2 separate regions of the Ovis aries genome follow, and region 1 is linked to region 2. The links are chromatin contacts, called in public Hi-C maps. All regions are on one chromosome and are shown on one strand. Each heading gives the region's core, a stretch centred on a gene start, on an enhancer-like site or on the middle of the called end of the contact. The rest is flanking DNA. Distances are from core to core; before and after follow the strand shown. Region 1 holds the start of SNX10 (sorting nexin 10). Region 2 overlaps SNX10 (sorting nexin 10).

Evidence for each region. A called contact is a pair of places that touch in the nucleus more often than the background predicts.
Region 1: a Hi-C map of liver shows a contact between it and region 2, with 5 times the contacts expected there. The contact joins the promoter of SNX10 here to the enhancer-like site in region 2. A contact is called at or near these places in 8 of 16 Hi-C or Micro-C datasets (blood, hypothalamus, liver and 2 more).

The regions. Positions count from the first base shown.
Region 1 is chr4:71,232,260-71,236,121 of ARS-UI_Ramb_v3.0, forward strand. It overlaps SNX10 (sorting nexin 10), which reads right to left and starts at 2,117. Exons shown (of 6, transcript XM_060415039.1): 1 at 2,047-2,117. It overlaps LOC132659743 (a long non-coding RNA gene), which reads right to left. Exons shown (of 2, transcript XR_009600500.1): 2 at 2,727-3,013.
Region 2 is chr4:71,182,460-71,186,322 of ARS-UI_Ramb_v3.0, forward strand. SNX10 (sorting nexin 10) reads right to left here. Exons shown (of 6, transcript XM_060415039.1): 2 at 1-45. Among named protein-coding and RNA genes, the nearest start is that of SNX10, 50 kb to the right of the region's middle. Within about 2 kb of position 1,907, at least 7 of the 54 cell types and tissues checked have an H3K27ac peak or open chromatin away from gene starts, as enhancers often do. A contact at or near this core is called in liver, where this site is marked.

The DNA of each region.
Region 1 (3,862 bases), core at 867-3,366, 50 kb after region 2:
CTTTTTTTAGTTCTGAAGAAAGGATAAATCATAAAGTTAAGTGTTCTGCTGACAGTACCTCAGTTAGTAAATGATTATCCCCAGATTTCAACTCCAATGAATCTGAAACCAGAAGTTGTAACCACTATCACACACAACCCCTTAATTTGAACAGGGCTTAGAGAACAGAAAAGCTGATTCATACCTACTAATTTTATGAGAGAGAGAGAGGGAAAAAAAGACTGTTGGTGATAAGAGTCTTTTATCCAAAATGCAGGGTATTTATTCTCCAGGGAGGTCAGTCATGACTGGCCAAAAGCCCTCATTTGCTACTCTTAGAAATGCAAGACTGGAAAGGCTGGACCCTGGTCTCATTGATTTCAAACCCCTGGCAAGTAGTTGTTAAACCACAGCCCTCACATCAAAAGAGGAAAAAGAAGCCATTTCCCATAATAGCTGAACAAACAAACTGAGTTCCCTAAAATGCAAGTAGAGACCCTAAGGCTGAGAAAAGTATTATTAAGAATGCTCCAAAATCACATAGAAATGCCACAGTAGAACACAACATTAGTCTTTAAACAACAAACTTTTATGCGGGAAGGAATGAAGGTGTTTATGCCTGTTTCCAACACCAAGCTCCAGGGGGCCTTCCCTGGAGGAAGTAAAATAAGAGGAAGTTCCTACCACAGACCTCTGTTGCAGGAGGAAAAGCATAGGTTCAGTCAAGAGACCCTGGTGAAGGGCGGTGTCACCTGAGAGCCACACCCCACTCCTCCAACACCAGTTTCCTCCCTAGTGAAATAGTCACCTCAGAAATGAGAATGAAATAGACCAGCAGGAGAAACAGGGTGGTCCACTGAAATACAGGTCAGTGCTAATCACCTTTCTTCACATCTTCTATATATTTAGTTCTGGGTGTATGGTATTTTTTGTCTTCTTTCAAAACAGTCCCATTAGTCAATCTTAAATCTACCATGCCTTTAAAAAGCGGGGTGGGGTGGGGGTGCGGTGCGTAGGACTAGGCATCATTGATCATTGGAAGAGATGGCAGAAACAGCAGAAGCATCTCATTCAACTGCATCCTTGGAGCTTGGTCCATCGGATGGAGTAGCCAGTTCCCCTCTTTGGCTGCACTCATCCCTGCCGCCCAGCCCCCTCCCAGGGGCTAAGAGGGACTTAATGCCTTCCCAGCCTACCCCCACCCCCACGCCCCTAGAGGTGTGGAGAAGGCTGCGGACGGAGGGGGTCAGAAGCCCACCACAATCTAGGCCTGTTTCTGCTCTCACTGGCTGGATGACTCTGCTCCCTAGGGCCTTAGTTTCCCAGCCTTAAAATGAGAGGTTTGAAGGAGATCACATGAAAGCCTCCTGCCTGCTCTAAATTTCTAAACCCATTATTCTGATACATAAACGTGTTCTGCAGAAATAGAAGCCCTTACTGGCAAGCAGGGCTTGTGGTTCTACGTCCCCCTTCCATTCCCCTCAATCCCCCGCGGTCCATCTTACCGAAGTATGATACATCAGAACTGAAAAACAGGCTGTTGCTTTCCCGTGGCACCAGACCTAGTAATCAGTAAAATCAGTGGATTTTCTCTCGGGTCTTTTCCCTCAATCCCACAATCCCAAGAAAACCCCCTGCCTACTCCTCCCAATTTCTAAACTCAAAGCTATCCTTTCGTGAATTAAAAATACCCACCCCAACCCGGCCTGGTGTAAGGTGTCTCAGCACATTTCCCGAGCCCCGCCCCCCCTCCGCCGGCGTCCGGGATTCCACCTCTGCCCCACCTTCTCCCCGGGGTGTCTTTTTAGCAGGATCGATCCGATCCGTGCCCTCCCCTGGCAAACCAGCCGACCGATTCCTCTTCCCCGGCAGGAAAAGAGGCAACGCCAGGCTCCAACCCCAGGAGACCCAAGCATCTTCCTAAACCGCAGAGAGAGGCACCTGGGCGCAGAGGAAAGGGCCTTAAGCCTCCGCGAAGGAAAGGAAAGGGCGGCTGGCTAGTCCCTGGTCGCGGTTCCCACCCGGCGGCGCGAGGGAGGCCTTCCCGGCCGATCGCCTGTCACTTACGGGCGGCACCTCCAGGCAGAGCCGGGCAGAGCAGGGCCAGCGGGCCAGCGGGTGGCGGAGTTTGCTGACTCAAAGGCGCGGCGGCGGCGGCGAGCGCCGAGGAGCGCACACGAGCGCAGCCCCGCGCTCCCCGTGCACGTAGCGGCCCCGCGCCCGCGCTCCGCGCCCGCTATCCTGGCCGCCGCACCGCCCAACTCAGGTACGGCCCCGCGGAGGCCTGCCCCGCCCCTGCCGCGGACCTGGAAGCTGCGCTCGGCCCCCGAGGCTGGGGAGAGCTGTGCGGCCACTGGGGGGCGCCACTTAAAAGCCACCAGGAGCTTGCTAACCCCGTTCCGCCCCCTTAGTTACTTACGGAGAGGATGGTTGAATGGGAAGAGTGATAGATAGATAATGGTACAATGTCAATGGTAGAACCTAGGTGGTGGGCATATGAGTGTTTACTGAAAAATTCTTTCAACTTTTCTGTATGTTTGAATTTTTTCACAAGACATCCTGGGGGGAAAGAAATGAGGTCTGTCAAGGTGACTGAATCAGTAAACCGTTTTCCAAGTGGCATCTTGGGTTGCATCTGACCCACTTGTTCGCGTGGAAAGCCGCAATAATCACTTAAACCGCTAATGGGTGACTACATGACAGAATAATAAAGGCAGTGTTTTTAAAAATCCACTGAGTAAATGTTAAAGATTTTACTGGTTTTATTCAATGATTCATGATTCAGTTCAGTTCAGTTCAGTCGCTCAGTCGTGTCCGACTCTTTGCGACCCCATGTATCGCAGCACGCCAGGCCTCCCTGTCCATCACCAACTCCCGGAGTTCACTCAGACTCACGTCCATCGAGTCAGTGACGCCATCCAGCCATCTCATCCTCTGTCGCCCCCAATTCCTCCCAGCATCAGAGTCTTTTCCAATGAGTCAGCTCTTCGCATGAGGTGGCCAAAGTACTGGAGCTTCAGCTTTAGCATCATTCCTTCCAAAGAAATAGCCAGCATCAAGTTCAGCAGATAGGAAGAAGTGCTAAGGAGTTGTACAAAATAAAAGGCTCTTACAGACTTAAGGCCGGGAGACAAGGAAGTTATCCTAGCAAAACTCGGATTGGTCATGGCAAGATCACTTTTTTCTAGAAGACAGAGGTCTATCAGGGAGACAGTCACACTGCTGACCAGGTTGATATTAAGTTCCCATTTTGTGATGTCTCAGCAGATGGCCATAGTGGTAAAGACCCAACTGCCAATCCAGAAGGCATAACAGAGCAGGTTAGATCCCTGGGTTGGAAAGGTCCCCTGGAGGAGGGCATGGCAACCCACTCCAGTATTCTTGCCTGGAGAATCCCATGAGCAGAGGAGCCTGGCGGGCTACAGTCCATGGGGTCCCAAAGAGTCAGATGTGACTGAAGCAACTTAGTACACAGTGCCAGTGCTCACCATAAGTGACTCCTTTCTGGGCCTATTCTCTCTCTTTTAATAGGAGTCTAACATTTCATAATTTAAACATGAATTTTCTCACTAGACACAGCCAGCCCCATTGATCATTCTAGGTCATTCCAGGCTTACCTGAAAATATCCAAGTCTATATTCCACACTCAAATTGGCTTAAGAAAACTTCTAAATCTACAATGTTGTGTCCTTAACATCTGGGATCCTAATAATTCATTGCTAAATCTTGGATCACTTGCATTTAATTTCCTAAAATCGCAACCCAGCTATAACACACAAGTAAATGTAAATATGATCACTTCTGAGAATCAAGTTAAATTATCTTTTTCAAATTCTTTTCCCTATGCTGCACAAAGCATTGACTAGAAAACAACATGCAGTAT
Region 2 (3,863 bases), core at 657-3,156:
CTCCTTCTGAATCCTAGGATCTCGAACCCAGACACTTACAAATTCCTGTAAGGGCATCACAAAGAAATATGTTTCCAAACTGCAAGTAGGGCTCCGAAGGGCTGAGAGAAATGACTGTACTAGAACAAAACTGAAAGGCGCTTTAACTTATGTGGTTGTAATCCTTTAAAAAAACAAGAAGTTAATGAATCAAGCACCACAGGAAGTCCAAAAAACACTATTGCCACAAATGGAATTTTTACAATAATGCAAAACTGAGCTGGGCTCGATTTGGTTTTACAGGTTATATGAAGACAATAAGAACAGAGTATTCTGAAACTGATTTTCAATTTTTAATCATGAAAAATAGGTTCACATTTTTATCAAGTTTTAAAAAAGGTCATTTCATTTCTCTGCATTAAAACTACAGGCCCTGCCTGATAAGTTACTTGCTGCTGCTACTGCTAAGTCGCTTCAGTCGTGTCCGACTCTGTGTAACCCCAGAGACGGCAGCCCACCAGGCTCCCCCGTCCCTGGGATTCTCCAGGCAAGAACACTGGAGCGGGTTGCCATGTCCTTCTCCAGATAAGTTACTTGCTAGAACACTAACAAGAAAGAGTGACAAAGGTCGTGTGAAAAGCAAGCAAGGAGGGCTGAAAATCACTTTTGCGCACCCCATGCCTGAGAATAAGCAATACTAACTTAGTAATATGAACAGAAAGATGGGTACTTTTAACATATGTTTCTATTCTTAAAATACACTTTCCCATGTGGTAAACTACTTCTTCATAACAACCTCATGTTATAGGTAAAAGTTAGAGAAGTTAAAAAAATACAGAGTAGATCATTTTATTCCTTTTTAAAGATAATAAGAACAGGAAACACGGGGTAAATTTTAAAATACTTTTTGAAAAAGTGCTCTTCACTACATCAGCTTAATTTTAAAATATGAAAACATGTACAACAAAAAATTGTTATGTTTGGCATGATAATCTTTGAAAGTATCATTAATTCATTTGGTGATTATAAATTTGCTAACTGAATTTCATTTTACATATTTTTAACCTTTTGTTTTGAAGAAGAAAAAAGACTTCAGGACTGAAATTGTAGGCATTTCTACTGCTTTGCTTTAGCACATCTGAGAAGCAGGCTGTCAATCCTCCAGAGCAGCAGCAGAAGAAATATTATGGAGTTTTCTGGACAAAGAACCTCCATTCTGTTATGCAGATAATAAAATGAGAGTGTGCAAGACAGAAAATTAACAGAAAGGGAGAAAGACAGTCCACATTCCCTTAAACAGCTTTTGCTACCTGTAAGTCTCACCTTCTAAAGTAATACTTTGTTCTTGCATTGGAGATTTCTACCCAACTGCTTGTTCTCAATACGCATACAGAGGTGACGACTTAATGCTCCAAAAAGACTTATTTTGAAATCTTTTCATTATGTATTTTTAAAGTCATTTAGAAGACAGACAATAAAAACAAGGCAACAATACAGCAATGTTCTAAACATTTTGGCCATTATTTCTTAAACACACATTCTTAATTATAAGAAGGATTATAAAAACAATTGTTGATAAGAGCCCCTCTTACATAAAGTGTAGCTGGTTCAGTGTAAAGCAGATTCCGCCCAGGGGCAGAAATGAAACAGAACCCAGGCACCCTGCCCTCAGGACACATTTCACCGCCATCTGCTACCAGAGTGTGTACGTAACTCATTTTCCCGCAGTGCTTTTCACACACCCATAGTTCTTAGAAGGAATGAATCAATCATCAGTGAATCAATAAACAGAGGGACAAATAGGTTAAGGATAGGAGAGAAGATCAGAGTCCAGGGTAGACCACATCTAACCCTCTAAAGTGTCCCCATACACTCAGGGCAAGACAGAATGTTGACAAGGGCTACCAAGGTTATCCTGCCCCCATTCAGCCGGACTAAGGGAGAAGTCTCCTAGTCAACCAGTCACATGTAGGCCACACTCCCTCACAGGGTGCTGGCAGCTCCACTTTTCCACTGGAGAAGCAGAAGTTCTTGAAAATCCCACAGGGAAAATTAAATATTTCCAACAGTTCAGTGTTCCACATTAACAGCAGAAGACACACACCCGTTACTGAAATAGTGAGCCTTTCCCCAGGTTAAACAAAAACGAAAAGACAAACAAATGCATTTGCCAATTTTATACAAACCTGTCATTTAAAAAAGGGTTTCTGAACTAAAATTATAGAATCCACAGTTACTACAGCATCACAGACTCCTTGACCACTCAACATATTATTAATTGAAGATGGTAGTAATGACAAATATTTCTCAAAAAAATCAGAACTTTTCCCCCCTGTTTGTCTGCTATTGCCCAACTACTAACATCTAAACTTTGAGTAATATGTCCCTTTTCATGGAAAGAACACTGAAATTATGGTCACAAGACCAGGGGTGAATTCTTGTTCACTTACTTCCTAAATTATGTGCTTATTCACTGAGCCTCTGTTTCTACATCAGGAAAATAGGAATGATGGCTATCCAACCTATCTCAGCTGTTCATTAAGAGGATCAAATTATAAAATACCTGTGAAAGCAGCAGGAAAATTTTATTGTGCTACATGAAGTCAAATATTATATAGACAGGAAAGTGCTTATAAACCCAAAGCATGAAGGTCTTCCCATAGACCTTGGTAATAAGCAATTCAGAAACGCTAACACAATTATCTTTTTCAAGTACAAATTTATTAATTTAAGAACCTAGTAGCAAATACTTTAATACTGTAATTTTTCAGTAAAAGGCAGAGACCTGAAGATTTCACAGGACTTGCTCGGAGCAGGCCCCTCATAATATTTGTAGAAGGAATGAATATCATAATGACAAATTACAGTAAGGAACCTAGTTCCCTCATCTTAATGGGTTAGAATTCTCAGATTCTACCTTTATTAATACTCATTACATCTAATCTTTCTGTAGGGAAGGATATGTTGAAAACAGATTCTAAAACTAAGCTGGGAAAAAAAAAAAATCTCCTAAGAACACAGCAATGCAGGCTCCGATGAGAGCGTATTTTGAGTTGGAGGCACACTCAAAATGCACACTCAAAATTAACTATGGTGCTAAGTCTCCAAATACTTTCTCAGTCCTGAAAATCTTTAACTTGGTTGAAGTGCTAAATGGTAAGCTTCCTTCCTTCTCATTCCCTTCCACATCTCTGTGGCCCTGAGAGCCATCCCAAGCTGCTGTTCTTCACATCCTGTTACCATTCCAGGGTGACCTCATCCAAACATATGGTTTCAAGCACACAGCACGAACTGATGATTCTCTCTCCATCTCGGTCCAGGCATCTCCCCACATATCCAGCCTCCTGCCCAGAAGGTTCACTTGAAAATCCCATTAGTGCACAGAGTCCACACCCTTCCCACATCCTCCTCCTCATCTCATCCCCAGCAACCCAAGCCAAAAATCCAGAGTCCCCAGACTTCTGTCTTTGACTCGCTGACCAAGTCCTGCAGTTTCACACTCCTCTGATACACACACCACTCTATTCCCTCTGTGAGTGCTCTGACCCAAGGACGGATAGCATGCCCAATGTTAATGCAAGTGCTACTAATTGATCTCTGGGCCTGTATCCAATTCATCCCCCATACTAAAACAAGAACAGTTCCAAAGCACACATCTGATGATGTCATTTTCCTGCTGAAAATCCTACAAACCTGTCCCATGACCTTCAAGATCAAGTTCAAACTCTGTAGCTAGCACAATACAGCCTTTCATGATTTTCACGCTACTTATCTCCAAAGACGAAGCTTGGGTCACCATACATGATAGGTCATTTCACCCCTGCACGCCTCTGAACACGCTGTTCTCTCTGCCTGCACTGCAGTCCTCATCTCGCTTTCTGCTT